Regions from separate parts of the Ovis aries genome. Here region 2 is linked to region 1. A link is a contact called in public Hi-C data. All regions are on one chromosome and are shown on one strand. The core of a region is the stretch at or near the end of the contact, and the rest is flanking DNA. Distances in the headings are between cores, read along the strand shown. Region 1 overlaps LPP (LIM domain containing preferred translocation partner in lipoma). Region 2 has its middle 140 kb from the start of LPP.

What was found. A called contact is a pair of places that touch in the nucleus more often than the background predicts.
Region 2: a contact with region 1 is called in a Hi-C map of liver, with 2.7 times the contacts expected there. The contact joins two enhancer-like sites. A contact is called at or near these places in 2 of 16 Hi-C or Micro-C datasets (liver and mixed tissues).

What each region holds. Positions count from the first base shown.
Region 1 is chr1:199,760,851-199,767,344 of ARS-UI_Ramb_v3.0, forward strand. The region is part of intron 3 of LPP (LIM domain containing preferred translocation partner in lipoma); the gene reads right to left. Among named protein-coding and RNA genes, the nearest start is that of LPP, 230 kb to the right of the region's middle. Within about 2 kb of position 1,906, at least 10 of the 54 cell types and tissues checked have an H3K27ac peak or open chromatin away from gene starts, as enhancers often do. A contact at or near this core is called in liver, where this site is marked.
Region 2 is chr1:200,124,359-200,130,736 of ARS-UI_Ramb_v3.0, forward strand. No RefSeq gene overlaps it. Among named protein-coding and RNA genes, the nearest start is that of LPP, 140 kb to the left of the region's middle. Within about 2 kb of position 1,268, at least 16 of the 54 cell types and tissues checked have an H3K27ac peak or open chromatin away from gene starts, as enhancers often do. A contact at or near this core is called in liver, where this site is marked.

The DNA of each region.
Region 1 (6,494 bases), core at 656-3,155:
CCTCTTTCAAATCCAGAAAGATAATGCTGAAGAATATATTTGCAGGGCAGCAATGGAGAAAGAGACATAGAGAACAAACTTATGGACACAGGGAGAGGGGAGCAGAGGGTGAGATGTACGGAGAGAGTAACATGGAAACTTACATTGTGATATGTAAAATAGATAGCCAATGGGAATTTGCTGTATGTTTCAGGGAACTTAAACAGGGGCTCTGTATCAACCTAAGGGATAGGGTGGGGAGGGAGATGGGAGGGAAGCTCAGAGAGATTTGACAGAAAACAACAAAATACTGTAACACAATTATCCTTCAATCAAAAAAATAAATAACTTTTTTAAAAAATTCCCTCTCTCAACAACATGCTATGCTCTATCATGGTACGGCTAGTCTGTAGAGTGTGCTGTGCTTATTTTTAACATGTGCTCTTAAGGAGATTTAAGTCTCATTCTAACAGACTTTTTTCTGTACAAGACCAAGAAAAGGGGACAATAAATACCTTGAGCTCTTTGAGTTCAGTAAGTCTATTCCTAAAAGTGGAAATCTGGCTTTACAAAGATGAGATTCTCATTGCTTGATTCATAAGCATTTAAAATCCTGATATATATCTTATACCTTCACCAGGATGAAAAAATGACTAAGGGAAAAAATCACCAACAGCATCTCTAATGAGGCCTAGCAATCCCCTTGGTGGTTATCTGGCTGGAATCCTCTCATCCTAAACCCACTGCCAAGTGGGTAGGTCCATAAGTTAATTGCTGCTCATTGTCTGCATTCCCCTGACAGCTTGTTCAAACTTGTATTAAAACACACAAACACCACATTTTAGCTATCTGTTTACAGGTCTGTTGTACCCATTAGATAGGTCAGAGACTATTACTAGACCTTGAGGGAAGTTTTCACTGATTTTGATTTTTTTAAATAATTTTGTGTTCTTCTTTATTATAAATTCACATTGATATTCCCATAGAAAAGTATATTAAATAAGAGAGAGATAATTCTATTTAGATATCATTTAAAAAGCAGAAAAAGTTCACTTTTTCCTCAATGAATATAAACCCTCTATTGACAAATCTCAGGCCATGTTCACATGACACTACTCTTTGTGACTCTGAAGCAATGTTTGCTCAGACCACATAACCTGCCAAGAGTAAGCATAGCAATAAGACACAGAGTTAACCGTCATCCTCCAGCTTCCAAACATTATATTGCTCACAAAGCTGTCACCTGTCAACTGTACTGTTTGCACCGTACTATCACATTACTGCTTGTAAACTAGTTCAGAGCTTTTGCATAGAGTTTGAAGGCTATAATTTGAATTAACATTATTGAATTTAGATAATATTATTACAGATTAAGGTTTCCAAGTTAATCTTTGTTTATCTGATAATTAATTTCCATCTTAAATTTCTATTAAACCCAAGATCTACTTCATCTTAGGGTTAGAATACAAGGATATTGCTAAATTCAGTTAAATTGCTCAGTCACTGGAAAAATAAAGGGAGGAAGAAGAGGTACAACTTTTCCTCTTCAAGGACCATAAGATACAGTTTTAAAAAACAAAGAAACTCAATACCTTACAGCTCTGAAATCATAGTTTCTGGTTAACACCAATCCAAGAGCCTGGAGAAGCATCTCAGCAATTAAAATGGCATAAAAAACAGACAGGCTTCTCTTTGGAATGTACTATAAATTCAAGTTATGTAAGAGAGGCTAGTTTTGCAATTTCACATTTAATAGCAAAACAATTGAAACCATTTTCAACCAGTGACCTTTATCTTAAGTCATGTTGGAAGTTGTTCCACTTTTATTTCAAGATTTTGAAACAGAGACAAAATCTGTAGAAGCATCGACCAATAGCCACTGAGTAAAAACGAGCCAGGCTGTTTCGGATCAGTTTCAGAATGACAGGGGTGGATGTTATTCCTTTTCAAATTTCTCTCGATGAGAGTGCTGGTGTTGCGCCTTCTGTATTTTTATCAGTTACTGACTACCTCGCAAAAAAAAAGACAATGCCGTGTGTCAAAAATGTTCTAAGTTGGCTAATATTCTGGGGAAATAACACACACACACACACACTTTAAACATATGTAAGGCAGTATCCAAGAAGCATGAAATTGTTACTGAAGTTATTTCTTCTAACGCAGAGCTGAAGCTGAAACTGAACCACCCTCTGTGAGTCTGCTTATCCACACCAATGACAAGGAACTTACTACTTCACAAGGCAGCCCCTTTCATGGCAGAAAAGTTGTAACTACTAGAAAGTTATGTTAAGGCTGAAACCGGTATTCCCCTAAGAACCACCGATCAGTCCTGCCTTTGCCTTGGAATCATAAGCTTTCTTCTACATGGCAGCCCTCCAGATACTTAAAATATCTTTTTAGTTTCCTATTTATTTTTTTCTGTGTCCCAAGTTTAGATAGTCCGATTCTTCTTTTTTCCTCCAACTAGACTTACAGCTTGAGAACAATAACATAGAATTTGAAATCTCAAACCAGCAGTTTTCAAACTTATCGTTAAGAAAAATGGGTTTCTTCACACCAAATCTTTAAGAAACCCCAAGAATAAAATAGACAAATTGATAAAGTGATTCCTCGGATTTATTTAAATCTTTGTCTTTTGACAGAATACACTTCAGTTGTGGGGCGGGGGGAGCGGTGGGGGGTTGGGTGGAGTGGGGAGGAAGAAGTATAAACCTAATTACCTCCAATAAGAACTCTGCACCGAGCCAGTTTGACAACCCTCTGCTTTCGAATATTACAGTGATTGTAGCAAATAAAGAACACAGATGGTGTCTTCCTTTATTTTCCTAGTGCCTAGTTACCTGTCCCATCATCGGGGTCAGCACGTGATTATTATATAAAAGAGAAGGGAAAGATTTGGGAAGATGAAGAGTTAAATTCTAGTTCTGAATCATGTCAGTTCACATTTCAAACACTGTCCTCCACAATTTCTTATAATTAGGGTGACCATGCATCCAATTTATGGTTTCAGTGTAATTATTAACAGTGCCCCTTTCACTCTCGGAAGAGTCCCAGTTTAGACAATCCCTTATATATAGTCACTTCATTTATAATATAGTAATAATGAGAGTCAGTGAATCCAAGAGAATTCTGAACATGTTAGGATCCTCTCACAAAGGCCCTCTGGCCAAAGACCTCCCATGCTTTGAGCTTGGAGCTTATTACTGCAATTGTTAAGAGGGCAGAGCAATCAGCAGTGAGGAGAGAAGATCTTGGGGGCTACCCTGCTCCAGAAGCACGTGCTTTCCAGTAAGGAGGGAAGAAGGTACCAGAATGATCGTGCGGGAGTAGAAAAATACAAGATACAGCAGAAATCTACAAGAAGCTAGAGACCTCATTCAGCCGCTTTCTCGTGAAGCAAAGAACATCACCTTTACCAAGAAAATCAGATTATTAACTTCAACTAAATCTTTACTGTTACCACTCCTATTACCACGACCATCAGTATTATAAGAAGTTTTATGTCTACTTCATTTCAAATAGCACAGCAGGTTTGACTAACTCTGAAGTTGGAACAGGAAAAATTAGGGAGTGGGCAAGAAACAGGAATAAAATGTGTCCAAATGTATTCACTAGCATACAAGAGTAAAGATGGAGGTATTATTTATCAACGTTTTACATTGTTAAACAGAGGTTACACAAAAGTTAAGGGAAATGAAGTCAAAAGAATTCAATGCCAGCCCATAGGTTACATGTCTATTTAATTTACTTTAAATTAACTATTTTATATTGATTTCCCTTGGAAGTTTGAAATGTATATTCCACAGGAGCAGGGGAGGAGGCAAAGCATTCAAGACGGAAGGCTGACAACCCTTGCCAGAGATGGAACTCCCCCCAGACACGGTGAGCACTCACAAAATCGCAGGTCTCCCTGTCGTACTTTCCAAGATGTTTGAAACCAAAACAGTTTAGAATACTCTCCCAGCTCAGACTCTTCCCTCCTTATGGCATTTTTTCTGATAAATAGGAATTCCCCTTAGGGACTCCCTAAAATAAAACTCTTGCCTTCCCTTCTGTAATATGATTAATTACACTGACAAATAGAGATCTAATGAAACATAATTGTGAATCCATCCTCAGTTTAGTATCAACTACACACAAAGCCTTGTGGAAGATATATGCCCAAAATGTGACACCAATAGCCCTGACTGTGTTGGAAATGGTGGAGAGGCATTCAGCCTTGCCATGGTGCAGAGGCTGAGTTTCAGGCAAGGGATTGATTGCAAAAGAGATTCCACCAAAACATATGTACTGGCCTGAGACTTGGAAGACAACCAACCGTAAGATGATAGCCATGCTCTGCCACTCTGGCGGACTTTCTGCTGGAAGCACGGTCATGGATACAGGGAGTTTTCTGTATCCACATTCCCACATTCAGTCTTAAGCCTTGTGGTTATCAAGAAGCAACTGTGGCAGAGAGGGCAGCTGGACTCCAAGTTTAGGGTCCAGTTACTACTTTCAGATCGTGGCTTCTTAATCTCTGGTTCATAAGCAGTGTGCTGTATCCTTGACCACAACAGTTCCATGGGAGCCTCATGAATCTCTACTGTCTTACACATAGTAATTTTGTGTGGCTCTGAGATTTATATTGGAAGCTCAGCCAACAGACTGCTCTATATAATTCTCCCAGTGATTCTGAAGCACCTAACACCCTGCATTAAAACTTTTCTGCTTAAGATATCTAGATTGGTTTGTCTCCCAGAGGAAACTCTAACTTCTCTCACTCCACCTCCATATCCTTAAAATTCTATTTGCCAATAGACAGTAATGATGTTTCTATTAGAATTTATCAACCAGCATGCACGTGTGCATGCTCAGTCAAGTCCGACTCTTTGCAACCCTGTGGACTATAGCCCACCAAGCTCCTCTGTCCATGGGATTTTCCAGGCAAGAATACTGCAGTGGGTTGCCATTTCCTTCTCCAGGGGATCCTCCCGATCCCCTCCAGGGATCAAATCCACATCTGCTGAATTGGCAGGCAAATTCTTTACCACTGAGCCCCCTGGACAGCCCTCATCAACAAGAGACAGGTTCAAATCAGTCACTGTGTGAAGTACGTGCAAGCCCTCGGATCTTCACTAGGGAGCAGACATGGTGCCAGCCATCTCAGAGCTCAGAGACTGGTGGGAAGAGGCTCAACGCAGCAGGGGAACTATGAAGTGACATGGAACGAGGCAGCAGGGAGTCTAATCTAACCCCAGCAACCTAGCTCCCTTTTATCACTAACTGGCCACCTTTTCAAATCAAGGGGGCGAGATGGATGAAAGTCCCTTAAACTCTAACATTCCACAATTCTATGAGTCTTTGTACTTGTAAGGGAATTTACCTGGATTCAAGTCCTAACAAAACTTCCTAAATTTTCAGTTCCCTAAATCTTAAGGTCAGAACACAAAGGTCACACAACACACAAACCTCAGAGAGTTAAAATAGGAACAGGAATCAGTGACCCCCAAATATGAAGCATTGTGGCAGCCTAAATCTAGAAAACCTCAGGGAAAAATATCTAAACTCATGGTTGCAGTGGTTGTTAAGAATACCAGAGAATGAACACATTTTCTTCAGGGCCTCTGTCTTCTCTGAAAATGTCTGCCTCGCTGTCTGGAGAAAAAGGTGTGGAGGAGGTGGGAATATTTACATGTGACTGTCTTCTCTGAAAGTACTCAGACCAGTAGTAAAGTGAAAGAAATATCAGGCAAATGAATAATGCTTAGATCTCTCAAGAAAAGTCACCAATTTCTTTGTGTCATGGGCAAGAAAATCCCTGAGACCCATATAAGAAAAGCAGTTCTGTGGACAGGGAAAAAAATGTCAGCAGAGTCAAGGTCATGCATTTAAGGCAGTTTTGCTGCCAGTTCTGAGGGCGGCCTCAGGCTAGGGCTTTCCAGACCTCACTGGGCCTTAGTTTCCTCATCTGTAAAGCAGAAACAACAGTCTCTGCCCTGTTGGCCTCATAGGTGTTGGTGAGAATTAAGTGAAACGCTGGACACAAGAGCATTGCATAAATAGCAGATGACACAAATATGCGAAGAACGATTATTAGAAAGGCATTTCAAAGGAAAGCTGTGAGTGGTAGCTCGCAAGTTCAGGCAGCAAAAGGAAATATAAATATAGCCGAGATTTTACAATTTTATAATCTGGAGGAAGAAATGGAGATCAGAAATGTGACAAACAATGACATCCAAAAGAGAACAGAAACCAGCCCGGCTCTGTCATAATGGTCTCAGTTCCTGTACCTCACAGAGCAATGGAAAGACTGCAGGGAGGGGCAGGGCAGCCTTTGCGAGGGCCGCTCATCCATGACATGGAGACCTGCACCAAGAAAAGGCCGCCTCCACCTCAGTCATTACCATAATCTCATGGTGTGTGTTCTCTAAGAATCTCTGTGTGGCCCCTTGCAAGTGACTTTACCAGTCTCGGTCATATAGCTTGGAAAACAGAAACAACTATCATCACTCAAGAGTGAAACATAATTCTGA
Region 2 (6,378 bases), core at 18-2,517, 360 kb after region 1:
TACTTCACCATCTCCTGAAGTTTGCTTTAACTCATGTCCATTGAGTCTGTGATACCATCCAACCATCTTATCCTCTGTCTCCCCTTCTCCTCCTGCCCTCAATCTTTCCCAGCATCAGGGTCTTTTCAAATGAGCCAACTGTTCACATCAAGTGGCCAGAGTTGTGGAGCTTCAGCTTCAGCAACAGTCCTTCCAATGAATATTCAGAGTTGATTCCCTTTAAGATTAACCGGTTTGATCTCCCTGTAGTCCAAGAGACTCTCAAGAGTCTTCTCTAGCACCACAATTCAAAAGCATCAATATATTTAAAACAAATTAGTTTATTTATTTATTTATTAAACATCTGCAACCTTGAAAAGAACCTTGGACTGGAGACTGAAGAGTTGGTGACAGTTCTGTCATCTTTAAAACAGATTTGATGGGGAAGAAGCTTTTCATTTCCCTGCCTTGGTATCCGTTCTTACAAAATAGGTATAATATTCCCTTTGTACCTTACAGGATTATCATGAGAATCAAATAGATTATTGGACAAGGGCAAAAACTAAAAGGCAAATCACACATACACTCAAACTTCTACAGGGATAAAAGAGTTATATTAGTGTTTAGTTATCACACATGAAAGAATTCAGAATGTGATCTTCCTTATCCTAATGGTGATGGAGGCACATACTACGACAAGAGAGCTGGGTATTCTGGAGGACTTAATCTTCACGTGATACTGTGAGGCTGTTTGAGGAACTTATCTTACGAAACCCAAGTGTTATTTGGGAGCTTATCAGGAATGTTTTATGAGAGGAAAGGAGAGCAGAGCCTGGCTGTGTCATGGAATATTCCTTCCTTTCTTCCATTACCCCAAGCCCTGTGCTGTTGCATTTCTTGCTGTGTATTATTGACAGAGGAAATGCTGATTCATGGGTCTGAGTTACAGGAAACTTTGTTTCCTGGTGAAGAAACAAGCCTGGCGGAGCTGCCAGCACCCTCCTCTGCCAATTTCTGCCACAGGCCCTTCTCCCAGGCCTGCACCGGACTGACGGACAAGGGACAGAGCCAATTTGTGCTTAAGCAATGAAGTCACTTTCCCTTGCCAGTGAGGTTAGCACCATGCCTCTCTAGACCCTTCAGCTCTGACCCCAGGATACCTTTCCAGTTCAGCTCCCTCACTCCCTCCTCACATGCTGAACTGTGGCCACACATGACTACTCCAGGTGCTTTGCAAACACCATGTATTTTCCAGTCTCAGTGCTTTGGCTCAGGATGTGCCCTGCCTGGAATGGCCCCGACCCAGTGTCGGCTCACTGAAATCCTACCCATGCTTCTATCCCGCTCAATGGTGACCTGCAATGTGACACCTGCTGGCTTTCTTTGTCTTTGTTTTTATTCTTCTTAGTAGGATATTTTCTAATATGCAGGTAAGTGGACAGAGCTGTGTGGTGACACTCTGTGTACCCATCTCCCAGCTTCAACAGTGACCTGATTTCTTTTAAATAGTACTTGATCTCTCCGTCTTTGAGCTCTTTTAGTAGATCTTGTGTTCTGTGCTTAACCCATATTTGCTGAATTGAAGGAAAAGAAAATGAATCTGTGGACTTAGAATGCTCTGTTTAACCAACTACCACAAAGGGGAAACTGAGGCCCAGAGAAGTGAAGTGAGTCACTCAATGTCATAAAATAGGGAGCAGCAAGCTGAGGCCAGAGTCTTCTGAAGGACCTCATAGCCTAATTGGAAGATGTACATACTACCGTATCTCAAGTAGCATAACAAGTACACGCTACAGGATCTTGGGCACTATAGGAGTTCAGGTTAAGTGACTAGTAAGTATGTGTTGAATGAATAAATTAGTCTTCTATCCAATTGATTAATAAGATGACCTCTTAAGCTTTGCATGGAGCAGCCCCTCTCCATGCTATAATCTGATGTCAGCATGCTGAAGGTAATGGAAATATCTGTCTTAAATGGAGAGAAGAGCAGTCTAATTCTAAAGAACACTAAGAATCTGTGAAAAGTTTAAATTATAAGTATTCTAAAGCACATTCTGTATTATTACTACACGGATTAGAGAGTAGGCACTCTGTGTCTGAGGAAACTAAATGATCCTCGGTTAGCTTGGACTAGAAAGGAGGAAGAGAAATTAAGAGAGTCTTAAGTTTTGTGACTTGGAGTACTTGTGCCTTTGGTAATTTGAGAGAAAGGCAGGAAGAGAAAGTGTGGAAAGATAAAGCAAGAAGTAAAAAGCCAATTGGGGAATAATGGCACTATTTCATCTTGATCCAGACTGAGCTCAAACCTGGATTTTGGAAGAACAGCAAGAGTTCATCTGGATGTGCTGCTGAGGCACCCTGATTTTACCATGTCAAAATGGAAGGAAGCATCTGGTCATCAGCCAAGAAGCCACTGGGGTGGAAAATAGAAAATGTGTATGGATTTTCCTCATAAAATTAAATTAAAACACAATTTGAGATCCTTTCCTTGAAAATAATCTTTTGAATCAAATTCTTTCTAAAGGTCATGTATAATCAGTGCATAATTCCTGCCTTTCCTCCTTGGTAAGGCAAACTGGGGGCAGGGGAAGGACAGAGGAGCCTGGTGGGCTACAGTCCATGGGGTCTCAAAGAGGTGGACACGACAGAGCAACTAACAAGCTACACAAGGTTACTGGGGTCCAGTGAGTGTTGGAGCTGGTGGGGATGGGTCATAGCTGTTGAGAGCTAGTAAAGTAATGCTCAAAATTCTCCAAGCCAGGCTTCAACAATATGTGAACTGTGAACTTCCAAATGTTTAAGCTTGTTTTAGAAAAGGAAGAGGAACCAGAGATCAAATTGCCAACATCCGTTGGATCATTGAAAAAGCAAGAGAGTTCCAGAAAAACATCTATTTCTGCTTCATTGACTATGCCAAAGCCTTTGACTGTGTGGAAAATTCTGAAAGAGACGGGCATACCAAACCACCTGACCTGCCTCTTGAGAAACCTGTATGCTGGTCAGGAACAAACAGTTAGAACTGGACATGGAACAACAGACTGGTTCCAAATAGGAAAAGGAGTACGTCAAGGCTGTATACTGCCACCCTGCTTATTTAACTTATATGCAGAGTACATCACAAGAAACGCTGGGCTGGAGGAAGCACAAGCTGGAATCAAGATTGCCGGGAGAAATATCAATAGCCTCAGATATGCAGATGACACCACCCTTATGGCAGAAAACGAAGAAGAACTAAAGAGCCTCTTGATGAAAGTGAAAGAGGAGAGTGAAAAAGTTGGCTTAAAGCTCAGCATTCAGAAAACGAAGATCATGGCATCTGGTCCCATCACTTCATGGCAAATAGATGGGGAAACAGCAGAAACAGTGTCAGACTTTATTTTGGGGGGCTCCAAAATTACTGCAGATGGTGACTGCGGCCATGAAATTAAAAGATGCTTACTCCTGAGAAGAAAAGTTATGATCAATCTAGACATTATATTAAAAAGCAGAGACATTACTTTGCCAACAAATGTCCATCTAGTCAAGGCTATGGTTTTTCCAGTGGTCATGTATGGATGTGAGAGTTGGACTATAAAGAAAGCTGAGCGCCGAAGAATTGATGCTTCTAAACTGTGGTGTTGGAGAAGACTCTTGAGAGTCCCTTGGACTGCAAGGAGATCCAACCAGTCCATTCTAAAGGAGATCAGTCCTGGGTGTTCTTTGGAAGGACTGATGCTAAAGCTGAAACTCCAGTACTTTGGCCACCTCATGCGAAGAGTTGACTCATTGGAAAAGACCCTGATGCTGGGAGGGATTGGGGGCAGGAGGAGAAGGGGACGACAGAGGATGAGATGGCTGGATGGCATCACTGACTCAATGGACACGAGTTTGAGTAAAGTCCGGGAGTTTGTGATGGACAGGGAGGCCTGGCATGGTGCAGTCCATGAGGTCGCAAAGAGTCGGACACGACTCAGTGACTGAACTGAGGGGAGAGAACTGTAGGGGGCTCTGACCAGGCACCTAGCAGGCACTCCTTCTGCACTGTCTCGTTGGCCCATGAAAACGGTGGCAGTCACACCATCGCCTAGGTCCCAGGGAGGTTCTAAAGGTCACCCAAGTTAGAGAAGGTCATTTGCAGGCTGTGAAGTGCCTCACAAAGGTCATGACATCTGCATATATGAGACGCACAGGAGTAGTCATCTGATGTCCGTGAAGATGTCACCCAGAGGCAAGAGGGGAGGAGAAGGAGATGAGATAAAGAAGACTTGTTAGCATCCTGGGCTCACAGTTTCACCACAGTGTGAGCTAGAGACCAGGTGAGAACGTAGGAGGGAATTCTCAAATCGTGTCCCTTTTCTGTGTTTGTCTCTCTCTGCTGGTGTCCCTGTGCCTGCATGTGCATCCGTGTTCAGCTGTCTGGCTCCTTGCAATCCTATGGACTGTAGCCTGCCAGGCTTCTCTGTTCATGAGATTCTCCAGGCAAGAAGATTGGGGTGGGTTGCCATTTCTTCCTCCAGGGGACCTTTTTGACCCAGAGGTCAAATGTGCGTCTCCTGCCATCTCCTGCAGTGGCAGCAGATTCCTTACCACTGAGTCACCTGAGACACCACCAGCGTCCTTGTGAAGTCTCTTTAAAGGGTTGGCATGAACAGCTTGTGTACCTATTTGAGAAGCAGCAAGTCCAGGGGAGGGTACTCAGGAGGAGGCGCAGTAGTGAGCGATGCTTGCATTCTGTACGTGGTCTGGAATTGTGGAGAAGGGAAAATGGATAGAATTTATGGATTCTGTAGGGAGGAATGTGGATTTTAGGTTTAATGGACAAATGAATGGGGTGTTTTCCCACTTGGGCCATGAAAATCCATTCAAGTACAAGCAGGAACAAAACCACTGCTCAAAAGAGACCCATGATAGTCACCAAAGATAGATAGGATTCCACAAAAGCAGGTGATGGTTTGTCCTCTAAAATTCATGAGAATACACTTCCTTGCAAAGAAAAATGTCCCTCCTTCCATTCCACCACACACATGCTCATACACCTGCTTTATTTGTTTAATGAGTCTTTTTTCAGGGGATATAAAAGTGTGAAAAGTGAAAGTATTAGTCGTTCAGTCGTGTCCAGCTCTTTGGGACCCCATGGACTGTAGCCTGCCAGGCTCCTCTGTCCATGGAATTCTCCAGACAAGAATGCTGGAATGGATAGCCATTCCTTTCTCCAAGGAATCTTCCTTTCTCCTCACCCAGGAATTGAACCCGGGTCTCCTGCATTGCAGGCAAATTCTTTAGCGTCTGAGCCATCAGGGAAGCCCAAAGGTAAGTGTGCCCAGAACTAAGTAACAAATAACCATGACAATCTCCAGATGTGGCCGTTGGAACAGCTGATCTGAATCGAACACCACCAAGGAGCAGGGCGCTTGAGATATGCAACTGGAACGGAATCCAAGCCCTCAAAATGCCAAGGCCTTAGCAAACTCTCCTGGTTTAGAGCCCTCACAGAGAAGGAAAGGCAGGGCTTTCTTTTGACACCTATAAAAATTCTTCTTCTTCCACACCCTTTTTGCTAAGAGACAACAGCCTTTCCAAGTCCAGCGCATTCATGGGGTGGCGCTAAGGGCACCGTCCTGTAGAGCCTGGAAGATTTCCATTACAGAGCTCAGGTGAAGGTCTCGGAGCCCTGGGGGCTTGCATCACCCAGAGGGAGCTGGCAGGAAGAAAATGCTTTGGCTGTGCTGAGCAGATCTCATTAGCAGCAGGGTTAATCCTGAGGTTAATGTATATTCGTTAGACTTTTTTGTTTCCTGGTGTCTTGTTTCCATTCCTAAGTGGAGAGTTGTTTCATAGGCTTTGGCACAGGTTTAGCTGCATTCTCACTGAGACTTAAGGGCAGTATGTGTGTGGAGGAAAACTTCTGAGGTCTTCTGGTAAAAGGACCATATCTGAGAGTTCAGGTTAGGTGATCAGTTTCAGAGAAGGTGCGGAAAGAATGAAGAGTCTGCTGCGGTGTGTCTGAGGGCTAGTGAATAAGACACTCTCAGGGGATATAGCCCTGTTGTAGCAATGGTTAATTTCAACTGTGTAGACAGCCTCCCTGTGGCCGACCTCAAACTACTGACATGGTCACTGACCGTGGAGCTGGGAAAAGATGTGAAGAATCAGCTTTGTGCCTCGGCGGGAGCCAACCCAGCATACCACCTGCCAGCAGTTAGAAAAGACATGGTAGAACTCGCTCAGAGGAGCAGGATGGTGGAGCCCAGGGATTGGAGAAGGCAGGTAGGTAGGCGTGGGTGCCAGCAATCCTGGCAGTGCATGAGAACAGGCAGGAGGTGACAGGCTGGGGGACAGTCGGCACCAAGCCAGCAGTAATGGGTGGTCGTCCAAAGAAAACAGCTACTGTTCACTGAGCAAAACTGTGGAGGAAATTCT